2 separate regions of the Sus scrofa genome follow, and region 2 is linked to region 1. A link is a contact called in public Hi-C data. All regions are on one chromosome and are shown on one strand. The core of a region is the stretch at or near the end of the contact, and the rest is flanking DNA. Distances in the headings are between cores, read along the strand shown. Region 1 overlaps RBM20 (RNA-binding protein 20). Region 2 has its middle 35 kb from the start of TECTB.

Evidence for each region. Hi-C and Micro-C count contacts between places; a contact is called where the count stands out from the background.
Region 2: a contact with region 1 is called in a Hi-C map of retroperitoneal adipose tissue, with 2.3 times the contacts expected there. The contact joins two enhancer-like sites. A contact is called at or near these places in 3 of 47 Hi-C or Micro-C datasets (embryonic fibroblasts, omental adipose tissue and retroperitoneal adipose tissue).

What each region holds. Positions count from the first base shown.
Region 1 is chr14:121,168,697-121,175,112 of Sscrofa11.1, reverse strand. All of the region lies in intron 1 of RBM20 (RNA-binding protein 20), which reads right to left. Among named protein-coding and RNA genes, the nearest start is that of PDCD4, 100 kb to the left of the region's middle. Within about 2 kb of position 2,587, at least 7 of the 83 cell types and tissues checked have an H3K27ac peak or open chromatin away from gene starts, as enhancers often do. A contact at or near this core is called in retroperitoneal adipose tissue, where this site is marked.
Region 2 is chr14:122,723,253-122,729,300 of Sscrofa11.1, reverse strand. It overlaps the pseudogene LOC100626929. Among named protein-coding and RNA genes, the nearest start is that of TECTB, 35 kb to the right of the region's middle. Within about 2 kb of position 3,865, at least 8 of the 83 cell types and tissues checked have an H3K27ac peak or open chromatin away from gene starts, as enhancers often do. A contact at or near this core is called in retroperitoneal adipose tissue, where this site is marked.

The sequences.
Region 1 (6,416 bases), core at 1,338-3,837:
AAATCTCCATGCTATACACCTTAAACTTATGCAGCACTGCATGTCAATTATATCTTGGTAAAACTGGAACAATAAAATACAATTTAAAAACTTTGTAAAAAAATTTATAAAAACAACAAGCTTTATGTTTCCACCATTCAGAATTAACCAATGTTTAACATTTCCTTGTGTTTAACGTTATGGATAAAGTTGGGTCCCCTGTCTCATCCTCTCCCCTCCCCCACTGTCCAGAAGCAACATGTGTGTGCATACTTCTAAGCCATATCCTTACACTATACATCCATAAATAAAAATATTTTAACATAGCTCAAATTATCAACCTATTCACTTCTGCATTATGTGTTTTGAGGTCTTTTCTAAGACATTCTTTTCAACCTCTGAGGTCATAAAGAAAGTCCCCTGGGGTTATCTTCTAACAATGACTTGTAAAGTTTTGACTTTCACACTTAGGGTTGGCTAAAATTTATTCTTAGTGTACGCTGTGTGATAAGGATCTAATATTTTTCTACAGAAAGCCAGTTGTCTTGGCATGAGTCACTGAAGAAGGCAGCCTTTCCCACCAATTTATAAGGCATGACTACTCCACGCCAAGTTCACAGGGATCCTTAGGTCTGCTTTTTTGCTTGCTAACATATTTTACTGATTTCCTTGTTCTTCACCCCCTCCCAAGAAATATCAGACCTATTTATGTACGTTACTCTTCCAAAAGAATTTTAGAATTGGTTTTTGTAGTTCTAAGAGAAATCATTCAATTTTTATTAGACTTGTCTTAAATGAGATGCTTGTATGCTAATAAGTTGTCCAATCTATGAACACATCTTTGTCCATTTATCTTATACTACGATAACGTCTTATGATTTCTCCATTAAAGCTTTACACATGTTTTATTGAATTGATTCCTAGGTACCATGTATTCCCTAGAGTATTCCCTATAAGTTATTGCTGTACTGAAATGTTGTTGCTGATTGTATGTTGATAATGTACTCTGCAACCTTGCCTACCTCTTTTACTATATATAATACTTTTCAAAATTCTTGATTTTTTTTTTTTTTTGTCTTTTTTAGGGCCACACCCGAGGCATACGGAGGTTCCCAGGCTAGGGGTTAAATCAGAGCTGGAGCTGCTGGCCTACCCACAGCCACAGCAACACCAGATCCCAGCCATGTCTGCAACCTATACCACAGCTGGAGGCAATGCCCAATCCTTAACTCACTGATTGAGGCCAGGGATGGAACCTGCATTCTCATAGATGCTAGTCAGATTCTTTTCCATGGGGTCACAAAGGGAACTCCAAAATTCTTGAATTTTAAAGATACACAATCATATAATCTTCACATAAACTCTCTCTTATTTTCCATCCTTAAGCTTCATTTATTTTTCTCGTCTTGTTGTGCTGGCAAAGTCCTCTAGCACTGTGTTGAACGGTGGTGATATCTAGTATCTTTATCTTAGTTCTTATTCCAGCTGGGAACATTTCTAAGGTTACCCTAATAAGCATGATGCTGGCTATAGGATGGCAGTTGCCTTTTTTATGTTCTCAGATGGCATCTTCCCAACTAGTGAGCTCCTTTAGAGCAAGGCCTAAGCCTCATACATCTTTCCATCCACTACAATACTGCACTTGCCATACAGTAAGTGACCAAGAAATGTTTACTGGTGCTTACATACTTTTAAACTCTACTACTTAGTGTTTATTTTGACATTTCTCGCTTCTTTAATCCTAGTGAATATGGTAGACACTGCAGCAACATCTGGGTAGATGGTTTTAAGCTGAGTATTCTTCAGTGTGTGTGTGTGTGTGTGTGTGTGTGTGTGTGTACATGCTTTATGGAGATGGTAGCTTAAGTAGTGAAGCTCCGAGGGTTAATGAAGAAAAGAAAGGATTCTGGTTTTTTTAAGTGAATTCTTTCTTTCAAACTCTGAAAACTGTTTATCCATTTACCCCTGTTCCTCCCATATGAACGAGGATTAACTGGAGAGACTAACTGGCCCCTGAATGGGTCACTGACTTTTTTGGATACACAGGACCTATTCCTTTGTGCAGGCAGCAACTCCACAGGCAGGAGGGGATTGCCCTCCCAGTTTGGTTGGAGTGATGCCACACACCTCTGGCTTCTCAGCAAAAATGCAATTCCTGGGAAGGTGGCCAGCATGGTCCCCCTGAGGCTGTGCACACAAAACTACCAGGAACTCTCTTCGGTCCTGACAAGAAAATACATGCCCGTGGTTAGGAAGACAGAAACAGAACTGCAGTCCCTGCTTCCTTCTCATGCTCAAGTCCCTGCTCCCTTTGGCCCTGGCTGAGCCATCAGCTGCATCCTTGAGTCACTTTCCCCAGCTCTTAGCTCACTTGTCGGGGGTACACAGGAGACCATGAATGTTGGGAGATGAGATGACCGTCCCCCTCCCACCCCCAAACGCTTAACCTCGTCCAAGCCAACAGCTGGAAAGGGAAAGCCAGAGTAATGCTGAACATCTGGGGTAAAATCAGAATGAGTGAAGGCAGTGACCCCCTCCTCAGCAGCACAGCGCAAAGGCGGGGCAGTGGAGAGAGGACTGGGCTCCTCTGGAGGCAGGGGGCCCAGCTTCAGGTTTGGGCCCCACCACTTAGCTGCCGTGTCCCGATAGGCCAACAAGCAGTCTCTAAGTACTTCCTCTGCAGAATGGGGACGGGCACCATGGCCCCAAGGTCAACTGCAGCATGGGCCAGGGAAAAGGGACAGTGTGGTTAGTCCCTAAAGCATCCAAAGCCCCTGCAGGAAGTTTGCACTGAGGCTAAAGATTCAAAATTCCTGAAGCTGAGAAAACTGGGGATAAGTTATTACCTGGGCTCTGCCAGAAACCCCATCAAGTCTTCCCTAACAGTATCATTAAAACTCCTTTATTACTTAGTAACCTGTCTCAAGAGACATCCAGCTCAATGAGGACAAAGCAGAAAGGACAGCAGCTGGACTGGATGGCCTCCTACGAGATCCCTTTGGGCCCATCTTCACCTCCTCACCTCTCAGCCCCCACAGCCACAAAGAGCCAAAGCCTTTTGAGTCAGGGTCCACTGCAAATGGCAACTTCATCTACTCCTTGCTGTTCCTGCTGCCAATTCACTAGTCAGCCTTCTTGCCTGAATTAACCTAATAACACTTCCCATCATTCCCAGCCCCCAAGGGAGCCCATAATGCCTGCCCTGTCTTCCTAAAAGTAGGGTGGAATACTTCATGCCTCTGCTCAAAAGCTTCAACGGCTCCTACTTGACAATGAATGAATCCAGACTTTCCAGAAAGGCACTCAGCCTTGCTGGGTTCATCTCCACCTTGTTTCCCTACAGGCCTCATGTGTCAGCCACCCAGACCACCAGCCCTCACCCAAACACACCTGCACTTTTTCACTCCTGAACTTGGGCACTCTTTCCTGTATCCCCAGTGTCACTGCCGGTGTCAGAATGAACCAAACACACGCCTCTCTTCTCCGGTAGACAAACACCCTTAAAGGCATGAACTGTTTCTTTCTTCCAGTCATGCCTCACAGTGCCTTTTACATGGTAATTTTTTGGGATATAAAACCAAGGCCAAACTATATGGAGAACCCTTGAAAACACTGTGCAGAGTGAAAGAAGCCAGACACAAAAGGCCACATATGGTATGATTCCATTTATACGAAATATCCATAACAGGCAAAACCACAGAGACAGGAAACAAATCAGTGGTTATTAGGGACTGAGGAAAGAGGGACTGAGTATTAAATGGACACAGGGTCTCCTCTGTGTGTGATAAAAAGTTCTGGAACTAGAGAGTGGTGATGTCACACAATATTATGAAGGTAATGAGTAACACTGAATTGTACACCTTAAAATGGTTAAAATGGTAAATGAGCTATGGGTATTTTTACCACCCATATACAAAACAGAGGCTAAAAAGATGAAAACTTTAATCTGAAAAGATACATGCACCCAAATGTTCATAGCAGCGCTATTTACAACAGACAAGACATGGAAGCAACCTAAGTGCCTAAAAGCAGAGGAGTGGATAAAGAAGATGTGGTACATATGAACAATGGAATCGTACTTAGCCATAAAAAAGAATAAAATACTGCCATTTGCAGCAACATCGATGGACCTAGAGTTTATCATACTGAGTAAAGTCAGCCAGACAGAGGAAAACAGACATATCACTTAAATATGGCATCTAAAAAATAATACAAATGAATGTATTTGCAAAACAGAAACAGACTCACAGACATAGAAAACAAACTTATGGTTACCAAGGGGAAAAACGAGGAGGGAGAAGGACAAATTAGGAGTATGGGATTAATAGATACACACCACTATATACAAAATAGATAAACAACAAGGATTTACTATATAGCACAGGGAACAATATTCGATAACCTGAAATGATCTATCTATAATGAAAGAGAATCTAACATATATTTATACAATTGAATTATATATATGTATATATATAACAATCATTTAGCGGTACATCTAAAACTAACAATATTATAAATCAAATATACTTCAATAAAAAAAAAAACTGAAGCTAAAAAGATATAAATAATTACGCCGGGGCACACAGCTAGTGAGTATGACTGTACGAACTGATTTTAAGGAGTTCCTGCTGTGGCACAATAGGACCGGGTGCATCTCTGCTGTGCTGGGACACAGGTTCCATCCCTGACCCAGCACAGTGGGTTAAGGATCTGGCATTTTTGCAGCTGTGGTATAGGCTGCATTCAGTCCCTGGCCTGGGAACTCCATATGCCGCAGGGCAACCAAAAAAAGAAAGAAAAAAGAGTTGATTTTAAGAGTCCAGTTTTTTACTGCCATTTTAGGAGTTAACAGAAAGCTAGCCCCCTACATCTCCACATCTAGCCCAAGTCCAAGGCATTCTCTTTGATGCCTTCTCTGAATGATCCATGCCTCAGGAGCCCTGGTTTCCAGAATCGCCTATGGTACACAGCCTAGCACAAAAGCATCACTGCTCCATGTAACTCTTTGGCAGTTTCACACACGCTGGTGTGGGGGCTCCACAACTAGACACCGTGAGCTCTCTGAGGTCAGGACCCGCCACACAGCCTTCCCACGGGGCTTACTGGCTCCACTGGTGTGGCAGACACTGACAAGCAACTGGATACTATTCATATTTTTCAAAGTTTTGAATTGCATTTTAATAGAAAAGTTCCCACGATCTTTGGTCAGCAAAATATCACAGTCTCCTTTTGCCAATGGTTCAATTTCAGGAAGTGTCTTTTTGCCACAGACCAACTAAGCCCATGGCTACCTATTGTTTTCTTATTGGTGGTGGGGGGGTTAACACCACTTTCTCCAGTTATTCATAAGAGAAAGTTTCATTTCTCTACTTCAAACACTGTGTGAACATCAGAGGTTGCATTTTTATAGAGCAAGCCAATAAATAAAAACATATGAAATAATGGCTTAGTGTTTAAACACAGAAACTTCAAAATGAGTTTTATTACTTCACTTGAAAAGGTTTTGTTTTGTTTTGTTTTTTCTCTTTTTACTCTATTTAGGAATTGGCAAGGAAAACCTAGGTAAAAGGTCAAGGCCCACATGTTAACCTTGGGTGTATCTCTTACTTAGGATCTCAGGCTTGCCCTTCACCCGTTGGAGTTAGTTTTATCCACAAAATGGGACTAAAAGTGCCTTCCTGGAAGCCTTGGAGGAGTATTTTAAGATACTATTATTACTCTAAACCAGAAAGTGCTTAGGAAAAGGCAGAGTCCTGAATGGAGGAGGCATCTAGACCACGACCTGAGTCCAGAAGGGAAGAAGGGAGGTGACGGCACCTCCATGTCCCTGGCTCCAGCTCCTCTGCACAGCTGGTCAGCTGGTCTAGCAGGTGCTCTGAATTGGCCTGGGGCACTGCAGAAGTGGCTGGTGGATCTGAGGGGGGAGGAAAAGATGCTACTCTGGCAGAACAACAACAAAAATTATTTTTAAATTAAGGCTCAACTCTCTTTTCTCAAACAATAATGCAAATACCAGTAATACACAAGCAGGTGGAGGTTATTTATAGAGAGGATTCTTTTTTCACTTTCTATTCTGAAATAATTATAGACTCACAAGAAGTTGCAAAAATAGCACAGAGAGGTCTATGTCCCTATTACTCAGCTTCCCCCAATGGCAACATCTTATGTAACTATCTTACATTCTCAAAACCAGGACCTGACATTGGCACAGAACTCTGAGCTAGGCTACCGATCTCAATCAGATGTCATCAGTTTGTGCATACACTGTTGCTTTTAAGTTTACAAACTAAAATGGTGGAGGAGAGAGAAAGCACTGGTACAGAACAGTTTGCCAAACTGTAATGAAATCAACACAATGCAATTTTGATAGGGAGCACATGAGTATGCAAACATTACTTTATTACAATATTTCTTCCTGTTGGGTCCATTGTAAT
Region 2 (6,048 bases), core at 2,616-5,115, 1.6 Mb before region 1:
CTCTTGGCCTAAAACAACAGAAACATAATTTCTTACAGTTCTAGAGGCTAGAAATCCAAAATCAAGGCTCTGCAGAGCTGAGCTCCCTCTAGATGCTCTAGGTAAGATCCGTTCTTTGCCTCTTCCAAGGTGGCTGTACCAGCATCCCCAAACTTGTGGCCATGTAGCTCCAACCTCTGCCCCATCTTCTCATCGCTTTCTCCTCTATGTACATCTCTTCTGCATGTCTCTTATGAGGACAGTTGTCATTGGATTAGGGGTCGCCCAGATAATCCAAGATGACCTCCTCAACCCCGGATACTTAACTACATTGCAAAGACCCCTCCCTATTCTATTTTTTTTTTAAACAAGGTCACAGTCACATGTTTTGTGAATTAGGATGTGGCCACATCTCTTTTGCAACCATTTAGCTCACTACTCCATTCTAATTCTACCTCCCATGCCTCGGCTTCTTTTGTTCACACAGGCTACCTTTAACGTGCCTCCAAAGTGCCAGACACGTTCCTACCCCAGAGCCTTTGCACATGCTCTGCCGTCTTCCTAGGCATCTCTTGCCTCATCTTTGTATATACAAATTTGCTTCATTCTTTCCTAAGGACTACAGTGACCAGGCTTGAGTTTGTGGACATGTGTGCATGTTTCTTCAGGATAGATTTCTCTTCCTGAAATTGAAGGGATAAACGTATTTTAAACACATTTAAAATTTTGAAATAAATGGTGCCCATTTGTCCACTTATAAAGGCTATATTCAAGTTTTTCCTTTGGCCAAGTTGTTGCTTAATACATTCAATGGGAAATTGAGGGCAAAAGCCTTGGGAGATGAAGCAAAATTTTTATCAAGATTTATAAGAAAACCGGGAGTCCCTATTGTGGCTCAGTGGTTAGCAAACCCGACTAGTATGCATGAGGCTGAGGGTTCGATCACTGGCGTTGCTCAGTGGGTTAAGGATCTGGCATTGCCTTGAGCCGTGGTGTAGGCCGCAGATGCGGCTTGGTTCCTGTGTTGCTGTGGCTGTGGTGTGGCTGGCAGCTACAGCTCTGATTGGACCCCTAGCCTGGGAACCTCCATATGCCTTGGATGTGGCCTGGGAACCTCCATATGCCTTGGATGTGGCCCTAAAAAAACAAAAAAAAAAAAAGATGGGTAAAAAATGTATCGTATGTATAATACAAACCTACTTTGTATTATTTCCACTTTGGCTGCACACTGGAATTATCTGGAGAACTTTTTTCTTTTTGGCTGCCTGGTGGCATATGGTGTTCCAGGGCCAGGGATCAGATCTGAGATACAGTTGTGACTCATGCCTCAGCCGTCACAACACAAGATCCTTAATCTACTGTGCTGGGCCGGGGATTGAACCTGTGTCCCAGTTCTGCAGAGACCCTGATGATCTGTTGCACCATAGCAGGAACCCGTGGAGAACTTTAAAACCTGGATCTCAGCCTCAGAGAATCTGTCATTTGTCTGGGGTGCAGCCTGGGCATCAGGGATTTAAGATTCCCCAGGTGACTGAAGCATGCTGTTCAGGTTGAGAACCACTGTCGTGGAGAGAGGATAAGGATGTATGTTTCTATGTCAGTCTAGGTAAACCCAGCATACCTTTATTTTTTCCTATTCTTCCTTATTGCCTTGCCTCCCATTTCTAGCCCATCCCAATGGTCCCTCCCAAGTCTCATCTTTAGATTTTCATGCATCCTCTGGAGACTTTTTCAAGTCAGGAGCCTTTCTGAGTATACTAGTTGTTTGAAACAAGATTCTGGTTTCAAATCTGTGGCCAAATGGAGCAGAGATGAGACCTATCCTAAAAGATTAACAAACCGGGTGCATCTGAATTTGGAACCAAGCAGTTAGACAAATGGTCCCTGATGGAGCCCAGGCAGGAGACCACCCGCCCTTGCTAAGCTCAGCTGCCATGTGCTTGGGTCACCTGGGGTGGGAAGACTGGACAATTGGTATATTGCCCCCTTGTTGTAATTCTCTGGTCCCCAAGGCAAATGAGAGCCACCACAGGGGCCTGTGGATACACAGGGCTGCAACCAGGAAAAATACAATGTCACCTAACACTCTTCCTTTAACTTCTTATAATTCTCTGCAAACAATCCTGGTGCCGAAATGTCTATCCTGTGTATACACTAGATCAAATTTTCCCAAACATTTTAGCGGGTATCAGAATCACCTGGAGGGATTGTTAAACCCAGAATTGCTGGATCCCATCCTCAGGGTTCCTGACCCAGTGGGTCTGGATGTCAAAGATCCACAGACTGAGAAGCCCTGGCCTGGTGTGGTCCCTGGACCAGCTTCAGCAGCATGGCCTGGGAACTTGTTAGAAATGCAAATTTCAGGCCCTACTCCAGACCTTCTCCAGAATTGGAATGGTGGGGTGGGGGTGGGGGGCAGAATCTATATTTTAATTAATTTTAATTATTTTAATCACTCCCCAGGTGATTCTGATGCCCCATAACATTTGAGACTCGATTTTCCCTCTTCCTAGACTCTCTTTTAAGAAAGACATCACTATGGGAAGGCTCCCCCTAAGGACTGGAGAGTTTGCTCCAATGACTTAAATGGAGAAATACTACATAAATTATTTGGAATTTATCCCTACCAGAGATTTGTATATTCTCTCCCATTTGTTGATTTATTCAATTATTTATTATAAGGCATTTCTACATTATGTATATATATATATATTACTTTTCAAATCCAAAGTTTGTTCATTGAAGTATAGTTGATTTACAATGTGTTAATTTCTGGTGTACAGCAAATATATATATATATATATATTTGGTAGGACCTTATTGTTTATCTATTTTAGATATAGTAGTTTTATCTGCTAATCTATGCCATATTTATATATATACTATATAGTTACTTTATATCTGGGATTATAATCTAATACTACTTTATTTTTTTGCTCACATTATTATTATTATTTTTTTTTTGTCTTTTTGCTATTTCTTTGGACTGCTCCCGCGGCATATGGAGGTTCCCAGGCTAGGGGTCGAATCGGAGCTGTAGCCACTGACCTACGCCAGAGCCACAGCAACGCGGGATCCGAGCTGCATCTGCAACCTACACCACAGCTCACGGCAATGCCGGATCGTTAACCCACTGAGCAAGGCCAGGGACTGAACCCGCAACCTCATGGTTCCTAGTAGGATTCGTTAACCACTGCGCCACGACGGGAACTCCTGCTCACATTATTTTATCTTTGACTATGTAATTTCACTTGGCATCTATGTATTTTTGACATATACTCACTGCTGTGTTTTGTTTGGTGCTTCCTTACCTTCTGCTAGTCCAAGATGCTTTGGCTTCTCCTTGTATTGTCCCTGTATCAATACTAGAATCAGCTGTTTCTCAAAGAAATCTGGACTCCTTTATTGGAGAATGAACACCTGGATGCCAGATGTGCTTGCTGCTACTGCAATATGATTGCTTCTAGCCCCTCTCCGTGGACAGAGCAAGGAAATATACGTGTGTATACTAACCCCTATGTACACGGACACATTCATATCTCTATCCATATGCTTCTCTATGAAACTTAACATGAGTTCATATTGACATCTCCAATGTCGTTGTCACATGGTTCATTTATTTTTGTCTCTATCCATAGCTTGTCTATAACACCCCTTTCCAACAGCCAGAATCGTGGCTCCCACCATCTGCCAACCACTCACTTGTTTGTTCAATCCCAGTATATGTGTCCAGAAGTTTCAGAGTTGTTCATCTCTTACCCTCATGAGAAGCAATTTTACCGACTAGAGTATAGTGATGATAAGTACTTTCTTTTGACTTTTTGTCTCACTGTCTCTAGTCATTTCAGAAATTACCTAAACAGAAACAGACTCACAGATGTGGGGTACAGACTTGCGGTTGCCAAGGGGGGTGGTGGGAGTGGGATGGGCTGGGAGTGTGGGGTTAGTAGATGCAAACTAGTACATTTAGAATGGATAAGCAGTGAGGTCCTACTGTACAGCACAGGGAACTATGTTAAGTTTCTTGGATAGACTGTGATGGAAGATAATATATGAAGGGAATGTGTGTGTATGTGTGTGTGTGTGGTCATATATATAATGACCAGGTCACTTTGCTGTGTGGCTGAAATTGTCACAACACTGTGAATCAAGTATACTTTAATTTAAAAAATAAAGAACTTAACGTAGGTCAGCATTTTACCCCCATCCCATTTAGGGAGGTTACGCCATAAGTTTGTAATACGGTTAAGAGTCTTTTGTCCCAGTCAGCATTCTCTCCTGGTGTTGTCCAGTCTCCCCACTGGTATTTTTCAAATTTGCATTTTTTTAACATTCATTCTTTGTGCTGTAAAGTCCTCTGAGTTTTGGCAAATACGCGATGTCATGAGCCACCCACATAATTTGTGCAGAACTTTCATGACCCTAAAAAAAAATTCCCTGGTGCTTCCCCTATTCAACCGTTTCTCTTCCCTAAACTCCCCGCAGCCTCTGATCTATTTTCTGTCTCCACAATTTTGCCTTTTCTAGAATGTCAAGTAAACAGAATCATATGGTCTGTAGCCTTTGCAGACGGTTTCTTATGCTTTTAAAATACATTTAAGATTCTTTCATTTCGTTACCCCCAGTGTTTTTATACCTAAACATGTGTACGTTGTTCTCCAAAGATGATTTTCTTTACAAACTCTGCTTAAGCAGAACATTTAATAAATGTCCCTTATATGCAATGAGGAAGTGAAAGAACCAGAGGGGGGAACATAGTGGTAACATTTATTGGTTGTAAAAATAACTTTCACGTTAACATTCTACATGGAATGTAAATTGCATAAAACACACTTGGGGATTTCCAATATGAAGTATGAATATGCTCCTGAAATCACATGGAGCTATGCTTCATTGCAAGAAAAGCTCTATTAGAAAAACTTAAAAGAAACCTGATTCGGTAGGGTGTGCTTATATGTTTTACGTTAGGATTCCTCATTTTCCAGGTAGATGCAGAATAGTTCTTGTAAACGATTCAGATGTCTCTGAAATTCTAGTCTACTCAATTTACTTAAGAACTCACCTTATAAATCTAAAAGCACATCTGTGGAAAGGGAAGTGTATTAAATGGCACAAAGCTCAGATATTTAGCTACCTAAACTCTAAATGAATTTCAGAAACCATCGGCCGAATCGGAGATCCCACAGCCTCAGGGCCACTTCGACCGTCCCTCTCAGAGGCGGTGGGAAATGCAAAGGTGGTGTCATGGTGAAGTGTGTTGGGATGAGTGTCCAGAGAAGAGGCCTGCTTTCTCTTCCATCAAGAAACTCTTACAGGAAACCGGTCCCAGAGGGTGAGTAGATGTCCAGCAGACCTTTTCTCCTAATGATTTAACCATTAGAATTTTTAAAAACTATATGACTGTGGTTGGTTCTGTGTGGCTCCCTTCCTCCCCTCCTCCCTCGCTCCCTCCATCATATACTCACTCAATGCCTCCTATATGCAAAACACTGTGCTACACGCTGGTTGAAGCAGAGTGGTAAATTCTCCCTTTATCTCATAAATGATACAAAGTCCATCAGACCTAATTTAGTACTTTCATTCCCCTCCTTTGTCCCATTCCAGATACCACTTTCCGGGGAGTTTTGACATGGCTTCAGAGTCTTCTTCAATCCAGCATTTCAAGGGTTATGACTCGTCCATTGGGATTGGACTCTGGGAACAACATCTATTCACCAAACTCGGAGTAGGTGTTGACTTAAATTATTCATGCCTCTCACACAATTTTCTCCACAGTAGCTTGCTTCACATCAGGATAATTAAGTCATCTTTTTGACCCATTGAATGTGTGAAGGCATAGCTATTTAGCAGTAGCTGGAGTTGATAGACAGTCTGGGTGGGACTCAGGGCATCTACTTGGGCATTTCACTATACAGCGTTGTTGTTGTACTCCACTGTGTGTGTGTGTGTGTGTGTGTGTGTGTGTGTGTGTGGTGTGGGATGCCTGTGGCACTTAGAAATTTCTGGGCCAGGGATTGAACCTGAACCACAGCGGTGGTGACCTGTGCCAGAGCAGTGACAATGCTGAAT